2 separate regions of the Canis lupus genome follow, and region 1 is linked to region 2. The links are chromatin contacts, called in public Hi-C maps. All regions are on one chromosome and are shown on one strand. The core of a region is the stretch at or near the end of the contact, and the rest is flanking DNA. Distances in the headings are between cores, read along the strand shown. Region 1 holds the start of LOC119871823. Region 2 holds the start of DDX10 (probable ATP-dependent RNA helicase DDX10).

What was found. Hi-C and Micro-C count contacts between places; a contact is called where the count stands out from the background.
Region 1: a Hi-C map of amygdala shows a contact between it and region 2, with 7 times the contacts expected there. The contact joins the promoter of LOC119871823 here to the promoter of DDX10 in region 2. A contact is called at or near these places in 3 of 9 Hi-C or Micro-C datasets (amygdala and blood).

The regions. Positions count from the first base shown.
Region 1 is chr5:24,869,849-24,874,814 of UU_Cfam_GSD_1.0, reverse strand. It overlaps LOC119871823, which reads left to right and starts at 1,554. Exons shown (of 4, transcript XM_038536312.1): 1 at 1,554-2,102; 2 at 2,553-2,657. The coding sequence starts at 1,850. The region is part of intron 2 of ALKBH8 (alkylated DNA repair protein alkB homolog 8); the gene reads right to left. LOC119872063 (a small nucleolar RNA gene) reads left to right here and starts at 4,584; the gene lies at 4,584-4,715.
Region 2 is chr5:23,972,817-23,977,499 of UU_Cfam_GSD_1.0, reverse strand. It overlaps DDX10 (probable ATP-dependent RNA helicase DDX10), which reads left to right and starts at 3,323. Exons shown (of 15, transcript XM_038536261.1): 1 at 3,323-3,633. The coding sequence starts at 3,448.

The DNA of each region.
Region 1 (4,966 bases), core at 305-2,804, 900 kb before region 2:
CAGCTGCTGAGGTCTGGAGGTACCCCTTTCTAACAAGGACACATCCCTGGCCAAGAAATTTCCACGACTGCACAAAGGTTTGGATTCTCCTTGGCACGTGTGTAGAAGTGTTACAGGATGTGACGGGAGTGACGTCATTATTTACTAGATAAAGTATTAGCCATACTGAGTCCAGTCTAATAAAAGACAGTCTAAGCACTCTCTGTAGGATAACACGAGGTTAGAGATCACACAGACTCTGCTACTAAGTTTAATCCCAACATACCCTATTGGAGATTGCCCTACGTGGTAATAGTAATGTGTGAACCTGCCCTCCCTGAACAAAAGAATATCCATAATGCAGGAAAGCAGTATAGAAAAATGTTCCTGTGCTTGTAGGTAAATTTTGCTTCATTAACAGCTAAAGTTAGAAAGAACTCAAATTCCTCTCAGATGAGGCCTGTTTATAAATTAAAGCACAGGTATAAAGAGTATACATATAAATCTCTAGAACAAAAAAGAAATTAGTGATATGGGTTGGCTCCAGGAAAGGGAAATGGGTAGGCTAGTACAGGAATGAGAGGGAGATTTCTTCTGTCATAACTTTTGAATTTAGTAGCTATTCAAATTGCACTGCCTACTAAAAAAGGAAATAAAATTTTAAATAATTAGAAAAAATTTACTCCATCACTGGTCGTCTCACCCTATTTTAATTCCTTTAAGAACACCTATTCTGTATTTTCTTATGCCTCATTAATTTATTTTCTCTCTTTGTCCTCTAACTTAACCAGAAAATAAACTATGAAACAGAGATTTTTGTCTGTATTACTCACCCTGGAGCATTCAGCACCTAGAACAGGACCTAGCAACAAGCAGCCATCCCACAAACGTTTACTGACCACATTTAACCTACCTTGCCTTCTTATCTCCTAAACCACGTCAGGATTCTGAGTTTGGTGGTCCCCTTCAACGCTCTATTACTTGGTGTGTACCTCTCTCTCTGCCATTTTCAGGTTGTATTATAATCACCTGTTTGGGGGTCGGGCTAGCCCAGAAAACTGTCGTCTGCTTGAGGTCCCAGACCTGAGTGCCTGGCGCACAGCAGGAACCCGGTAAACGTCTGTTACATAAACTTGGCTGAACCCGCACCCTGACACTCCGAGGACCAGAGAGGGCAGCCCCGACAGCGCCGGACGTACCCCGCCCGGGCTGCAATCGCTCGTCCCCCACCCCAAAGGAGACAGAGGAGCGGCATAGACGCCGCGTGAGCATCCGCACCGAACACCAACAGGGCCGTGCCCACGGACCATCCCAGGGGCCCGCTCCCGCCATCCCTGTCCTCGTTCTGTCCTCGGGCACCGGCGGGTGAGGCCGACAGGAGAAGGCGGGGTTGCAGCCATCCCGCCCGCCAGGATGAAGCGCCATATATCTCTGCCGTGGCTCAGGCGGGTCTCTCGCCACGCCGGTACCCCCTCCCCTTCGCCAGCCTCACCATTGTGTCCCGGAAAGCCTGGGCGCCGCCATGTTGGAGGAGCCAGCACTACATTTCCCATGAGTCTGCGGGGCGACGAAAGGCACTCCCACAACCCCCTTCGCCGCCCGGCGGTCCTCGTCTCTGGCGCGGCCTCGAGGCTTCCGCGCGTGAACAGCTCTGCCTTACGGCGAAGATGTGGTCGTCGTATTTACGGCAAGAGCGGGGACCGGGAGCGCGTCTGACTTCTGGTAGCTCCGCACAGGGACGCTATCGAGGCGGTTGTGCGCCTCGGTCGCGCAGTGATGCCCGCCTCCTGAATCTTCTTGGAGGAACAAGAGAGGGGCCTGGGGTCTGAAGGAGACGTCGCGCGGGCGACGGAGAGGAGAGGGAAGGTGCATGAACGTGGCAATGAAGGGGGCAACCACACGGCAAGCAGGACGATCTGCGGAGGCCGCGGAGGGTCGTAGGGCGGGAACGATGGGTTGCGCCAAGTCGCGGAGGATGCTCGTACTGAGAGAAACCGTTCTGGTCTGCAGGTCTGTGGGGGCGCCTGGAGGAAATGGAGTTCTTGAGCGGAGCGGCTGGTGGAAGGCGGGAGGAGGCAGAGAAGGAAGGAGACGAGCAAACTGGCGCGAGGCCCAAGTACATGGTAACACAGTGAGTAGGACCCAGCAGGGGCCTGAAGACGCGGGAGCGGATGGTGATTAGCCATGCCCTCGCCCTGATGTCCTGTGTGGGACGTGAGTGTACTGTCCCCGTGCCCCGGTGAGCTATGTGAGTGCAGGGAAGAGAAGGGGAGAAAATCACGCCCGCAGAGCAGCGGTGGGGCCCCCGGGCGGACCCTGCCCCTGGAAGAACAGCTCCAACCGGAGTGCTGTGCAGTGGAGGCATGACTTCCACGGAGCCTCCTAGGTTAGGAGGAGGAAAGAACAGAAGTCCAGGGAGAGAGAGTGAGGCTGGGGCTGGATTGCAACAGTGAACAGTTGCCCGCTGGAGACGGTCAGATCAAGCACACTCACCAGCCACAGAAGACAGGATAGGGGAAACCTGCTCCATCTCCCCAGTGTGTCCTTACTTGTGCATCACCGGATGTCTGCAGAAACATGCTCCTCTAGGACCTGCTGCGATGGTGGACATGTTTGGTGTCCAGTAAGGCGGCTGCTGACCATGTGGCTTTCAAGCATTTCAAATGTGGCTAGTACAAGTAAGGAACTGAATTTTGAACTTTTAAAGTTTTTATGTGGTTTTAACTAATTAATTTAAATTTAAATAGATGCATGTGTCTGGGGGCTACCAAACTGGACAACAGTGTAAAATATCCCGTTGGCCAAATTCAGTGATTTCATCTCCCCATCCACCCTGCTTGAAGGTACTGAAGATTTTAAAGCTTTTGAACTTCTTAGCCTCTGTGAAACTACCTTGGTTCTGTGAGTTCTTTCCACACATTGTGATCACTTGTTTTCAGAGGTTTTCACTAGCTTGCCTTTCTCTTTCTACAATCAAACAGAAGCAATTCTTCAGGCTTTGCAGTTGACAGTCTTCTCTTACTCTGTAGTATTTCCCCATCTGCTGCCCCAGGGTTTGAGAGATTTGTGAATCAATCCTTAATCTTTTATCTTCAGCCCTGATTTTGCTTTAGGAGGCAGTTTGGTTTAGGAAAAATAATATGGGCATTGGGGTATGACCTGACACAGAAACCGCAAAACACCATTCACCTTTTGGGATTTATATAATAATTACTGTAAAGTATCTATTAAATGGTTCTTCATTCTTTTTCTATCCTTCTGATTTTGAGTTACAAGCACATATTTCCAACCACCCACAGTCCATCCTTGCCTCCATATCCTTAGAAAAAGTTAGAGAGACATAAAATTTTGCATGAAATTCATTTCATACAGGCCCGTATCTTTTGCTTGGGATATTGCATGGATCGTTTCTCCCAGAGAAGATGACTCCCTGAAGTGATTTTCAGCTATGTTAAGGCCCTGTTTTATTCATTATGTAACTCCAGTGTCTTCCATAATCGTGTAATAATAGAAATCTGATAAATGTTGAGCTGAAAAGAAACTTAATTTGAAGATAGAATTCATCTTCACCAGCTTTACATGGTGATCTATAGTAATTTCTCGAAGGTTTTAAATGCTGAACTAATGACTCTTGCCTTAGTAAAAGTCACCTCAGCTTCTTAGTAGGTGCAGTCCTCTGTGTGACAGGTACAGAGGTTGGCAAGAATTTTCTGCAAAGGACCAGATAATTTTTCATCTTTGTAGCCACACATGGTCTCTGGTCACATACTCTTTTTTTGCTCTATTTTTTGTTTGTTTTTAAACAACCCTCTGAGAATCTAAAAACCTTCCTTAGCTCCCCTGGCTTATGCCAGCAGGATTTGGTTCGTGGGCTATAGTTTTCTGACCCCTGAACCCACTTCCTGGGCACTGTAATCCTGAGCACAGTCTCAAGGTAAAGCTAAGATTGGTGCCACTACTGAAGACATTTATTATGAATTACTGTATAAATGAATTTCATCAGATTAGTCAATACTACATTTTAAGCATGGAACACAGAGATCTGTCCCACAGTAGAGTTCCAGAAATTAAGGCTAGGAGTAACATATCAGAATTGCTTTTAGTTGCCAGTGACAGTAAAATAGACAGGCTGCTTTTTAAAGAAATGTTATTCTTCCTCAACTGACAATTCATCCAGACAAAAGCAATCACTAGTATTTGTTCTACTGTTCAAAAATGTCATCAAGAACCCAGATGTTTCCTACTCTCCTGCTCCACCACCCTTTGCATGTAGACTTTTCATTCTCATTCTTGATGTCTCCTATTACAAGGTGGCTGCTGCTGCTCCAGATATCTTATCCCCATACTAGTGTCTCTAGCTGGGAAAAAAGGAGCAGAATCTGTCTTTTCATCAAGGAAATGAAGTTCACAGTGGATTCCTCCTTGTTTCTTTCATCATACATGGGGGTACATACTATGGTAGGCAGAATAATGGACCCCAAAGATATCCACACTCTTATCCTTGGAACCAATGAATATGAAGGAATAATTAAGTTTGCAAACCTCAAAACAGAATATCTAGGGGCTGCATAGAACCACACAATTCCTTAAGAATAGAACATCCAACCCTCTGGTTCCCTTTCCCATCAGATCTATTCGCTGGTCTTGGTGGTTGTAAAAGGAGAAAAAGGAACAATGAAGCTAGCCTCCCAGTGCTTACAGTCTGGCATATAGCTTTTGGGCTGTTTCAAATGAGATCTGAACTTAAAAAAAAAAAACAAAAACAAAAACAAAAACAAAAAAACCAGTATCTACTCTGGCCAGAGCAAGAGAAATAGAGCAGAAGAAATAAAAAAGATTCCAAGTGTTAAGGATTCAACACACTGTTACTTTGTCAGAGAGGTAAGAGTCTGTGTGCAGGGTCTAGAGAGAAGCATCTGTAAGCTGGATGTAGCCCCCAGCTGATAGCCAGCAAGTAAGTGGGGACCTCAGTCCTACAACCACAAGG
Region 2 (4,683 bases), core at 2,074-4,573:
TTGAGCTCCTCTTTATTTTCTGGCACCTCAAGATATCCCGTACTGCTCTGCCCCAGCCCTAGAATTAGCTCTTTCTCCAAAGAGCTCTGATTCATTTGATTGGGAAAATGGTATCTGTAAACTGAGATTTGGGGGACAGTTGTATTCACTACTAGAGTATTATTGCTTTCTCAAACAAGATAGTCTTTTTAAAAAATTTACTTGTTTTTTTGTAGACAGAGAGAGAGAGTGAGAGAGCATGTGAGCAGGGAGAGGGGTAGAGGGAGAGAGAAAACAAACTCCCCATGGATTGGGGCCCAGACCTGGGGCTCAATCTCACAACCCTGAGATCATGACCTGAGTTCAAACCAAGAGTCAGACACCTAACTGACTGAGCCACCCAGGCACCCTTCAAACAAGATAATCTTATTAAAAATGTTTTAAAGTACAGAAAGAATATAGTGGTATTTTCACAGTTTTAGAGACATATGTAATGTAAAGAATTATGATGATAAACAGCAACTATGAAAAAAATTACAGTAGAAAATAACTGATGAATAATAGGAAGTAGGATATCAATGATGAGGAACAAATATTACACTTCCTCTGTCACTCCTTCAGCAAATTTTAGTATAGCTGCTCCCCCAATTGAAATTTTGCCTATGTCTGTAGTACTAGTACCAGGCATGTTTCCACATCCTTTTCAGCTCTTTAGGAGCTTTCTGAATACTTGTTAGTAATGGAGAACATAGATGTCACTATTAAAATGTTGGAGGGCAGCCTGAGTGGCTCAGTGGTTTAGCGCCATCTTCAGCCTAGGATGTGATCCTGGAGACCCAGGATCCAGTCCCACGTCGGGCCCCTTGCAGGGAGACTGCTTCTCCCTCTGCCTCTGTCTGCCTCTCTCTCTCTCTGTCCTTATGAATAAATAAATAAAATCTTAAAAAAAAATGTTGGAAAAACTAATGTTCTCAATGTCAAAACTGAAAGCCTGCCTAGGGATCGTTTCTACAGAATACAAGATAGTGGGGCAAATAAAAGTTGAAATCATCATAAAGGTGTCATTTTATGCAATCAAGATGTGAACTATTCATATTACAAATTATTTCATCCTAATGACTTCAGAATGTGAGAGTGAGTTCATTGTGATTAGACTTCAAATTTTCTATTATTTTATGTCAAAAATTTGATTTCCATTACAAACAAAATCATTTCTATTAAGAGTTCTATTCCATTCTCTGAATAGTTTTTGTTCTTTTTCATGGGTATAGCAATGCCTTATGTTTCTAAAAATATTAATTATTTCTTTGGAAGATTTCTTTTGCTTTCTGCATTGGTTTATTAGGTTTAGCTTCCAACATTTAAGTCAAAGAATTTCCTGAAACATTTGGTGGTTTTTATTACTCTTTCATATTTGAGTAGGGCTGATTAGAAATGACTAGTGCATGGGAGAGCTCATGAAGAGTGGGCTTCACTGAAGAGATGAGGCAGTTTAGCAACCTGCTATTTCTTTGGTGGTTGCATAAATGCTGTCAGGTCCAGGTCTGTCTCTTGGGCCATTTTTCCTAGGGATGACTTTTTCAGGTTTTTTTTTTTTTTTTTTTTTTTTTTTTTTTTTTCCGGAGGTATGTATACACCTAGCTGCTTTAGCTTTAGGAGGAGAGTAATAGAGCTGAGAGCCTCATTCATTGTATATAGATACTTAAAACAATTTTAAAAATTGTGATAAAATGAAATTTACCATTTAAACCATTTTTAGGTGTATCGTTCTGTGGCCATTAAGTACATTCCCATTGTTGTGCTACCAACCTCCAAAACTATTTTCATCCCACAAAACTGAAACTATATACTTATTAAGCAGTAACTTCCCATGTTCCTGTCAACCTCTATTCTATTTTCATTTCTGATTTTGACTCCCTAAATATCTCAGACAAGTGGATTCACACAGGACTTTTTGTGACTGGCTAATTTCACTCACCATGATGTCCTCAAGGTTCATCCACATTGCAGCATTGTCAGGATTTCTTTTGTTTTTAAGGCCTGATAGTATTCCAACATACCTACATAACACTTTTTGCTTATCCAGTATTCTTGGATGGACACATAGGCTGCTTTCACCTTTTAGATATTGGGAATAATGCTGTTATGAATACGGGTTTGTAAACATCTATTTCAGACCCTGCTTTCAATTCTTCTGTGTGTACATCCAGAAATAGAATTGTTGGATCATAGGGTCATTGTATCTTTAATTTTTTGTGGATGTATATAGAAACTTTTAAATAACTTCCCTTTATTGACCATTACCCTCCACCACATCTAGGGACCCTGGGTTTGAAGATTCCCTGGGTCACAGTCTCTGCTTCCCCAATCATCTTCTGTCTAGGGAATGGGCATGTGTTTGGGGGTAGTCATCTGGCTATATGGCACTGAAAAATAATATGAGGGCCTGAACAGCCTGCATGTGAACTTTGAGCCTAATCTCTTTCCCTGCCACAGCTCTGCCCTCATCTCTATCCAGTGTATACTAGTGGCCACTGCAGATAAATGTGTCAAAAAAACAATTCATTGGGCACCTGCGTGGCTCAGTTATTGAGCATCTGCCTGTGGCTCAGGTTTGATTCTGGGGTCCAGGGATCGAGTCCCACATCAGGATTCCTCGCTCAATGGGGAGTCTGCTTCTTCCTCTGCCTATGTCTCTGCCTCTCTTCTGTGTCTCTCATGAATAAATAAAATCTTAGCCTCCCCCCATTCATCGAAGGCCGATTCATGTAAATGGCCAACCTGCAAATAACTTTTCTTCCAATTCTTTATTTTTAGTTTTCATTTTGTCTTCATAACTGCATTTTAAGGCAAATTCAGTTCAATTCTGCTTGTTTCCTGCTGCTGCAGCGGAGTCTGAGGGGTCTGCAAAAACAGGGACATTAAGATATAGAACACTCATTTTTTTATTCCTGGGGCAGTATCCTGACTCAGATTCAACTTGGAAGTTATTAAATAGGTGTTTGAGCTTTGGGCAAGTGCGCGTGTGCGCGAGAGTGTGCATGAGTGCGTAAGCGCACGCTTTGCCAAGATTAAACCCAGGGCAAGCGCGCACTAACAACCCTGAAGCGAGTCGTGTGACGTCACCGTAGTAGCAGCAACCCGTGCGCATGCGCCCATTTAAAGAGCCGGCGCTCGCCAGGCGCCGCTAGCCCCGCCCCCTTCCTCAGATCGCTCCTCCTCCGTCTCCCCGCGGCTTGCCCGCTACGCCCTGCGGAATCCAAGTAGCCAATCAGCGTTCAGCCTTCGCTTGCCGTCAACGGCGCGTGCCCCGGTTTCAAAAGCTCGGGGGCGGGCTCCGGGTTCCGCGCACGCGCCGTCGCCTCTCTATCCCCACGCTGGTTCCGCGTCTCCTCACTGCGGACGGTGCGGCTGGCCTGAGGCTTCTGGTGTCCGGGGGAGGTCGGCTCTGTCGCCGCCGCTGCTGTTATGGGCAAAACTGCCGACTCTCGGGGGCCGGGCGGCCGGCCCGACCCGGTGCGGAGCTTCAACCGTTGGAAGAAGAAACACAGCCATAAGCAGAGCCAAAAGAAGCAGTTGAGGAAGCAGCTGAAGAAGCCCGAGTGGCAGGTGGAACGCGAGGCCATCAGCCGCCTCACGCAGAACTACGAGAAGGTGAGGCCGGGGGCGGCGCGGCGGGCGGGCCGCGGGGCTGCGCGTCCTCGCGGCGGTGGGAGACCTGTCATGGGTGGGCCGAAGGGGGGCTGGAGACGGGGTGGGGTGGGGTGACAGGTGCGGCCGGGCCCCCCAGCACAGTTGAGGCCCCACAGGTGGTCCGCCCGGCCCCGCGGACCAGGCTCTGGACCCTCCAGTCGCTCTTCTGCTCGCCGCCCTGCTCGGTAGAAAGGATGGGGCTGAAGTGGCTCTTTAAGAGCAAGGAGTTAGTGAAACGGGGTAATAACAGTGGTACTAACGGCAGTAGTCATACTGACGACACCTACGATTTCAGCCCCTCACCGTGTGCTTCACGTTAATTATTTGACCTGAACTGGGTCTGGGTCTTATTCCCATTTTGCAGGTGAGAGCGTGGAGGCTCCGAGAAGGTAACGTACTTGCTTTCAGCTCACATGTTAGTAGGTGGTGTGGGATTGCAGCCTAAATACCCGTGTCTTTCCAAGTCCAAAGCCTCACGCCGCATCTGCGTCCCTTCTTGTGCTTATTTTCTCTCCCTGATTCGTGTCCCCGTCCAGGAATTGGCACAGGAAAGCTGGGCTCCTGGTGTGTGCCTGGCACCTGCCATCCCCCATTGTACTCGATGTTCTGAATAGCCCTGTAGTTACCATTTTGACCTCTTGCGCCTCCCCCCCCCCCCCCCCCCCCCCCCCCCCCCCCGCAACCCGATGTGTTGGCCGACACCCACCTCACTCCCCTCTCAGTAATTGCCCCTTCTACTGCGGTGTAGTCAAGGATTTAATATGTGGGACGTTTCTGGAATTATAGTCATCAGGTGTCATGCTGGTATGGCTTTCCTTTAAAGGACCCTTAGGTCAACAAGATTAGATAGATAACCTTTGTCTTTGCTTAGGCTTTTGAGTTAAGGTAAATGATAATTTGATCCTGGCTTTTGGTCACCGGTTGAATGTGTGGGCAGGTTACTTACTCTCTCTGCTTCCCTTGTCTTATCTTTAAAAGGCATAGTAATACCTGTTTTATAAGTTGTTTGGA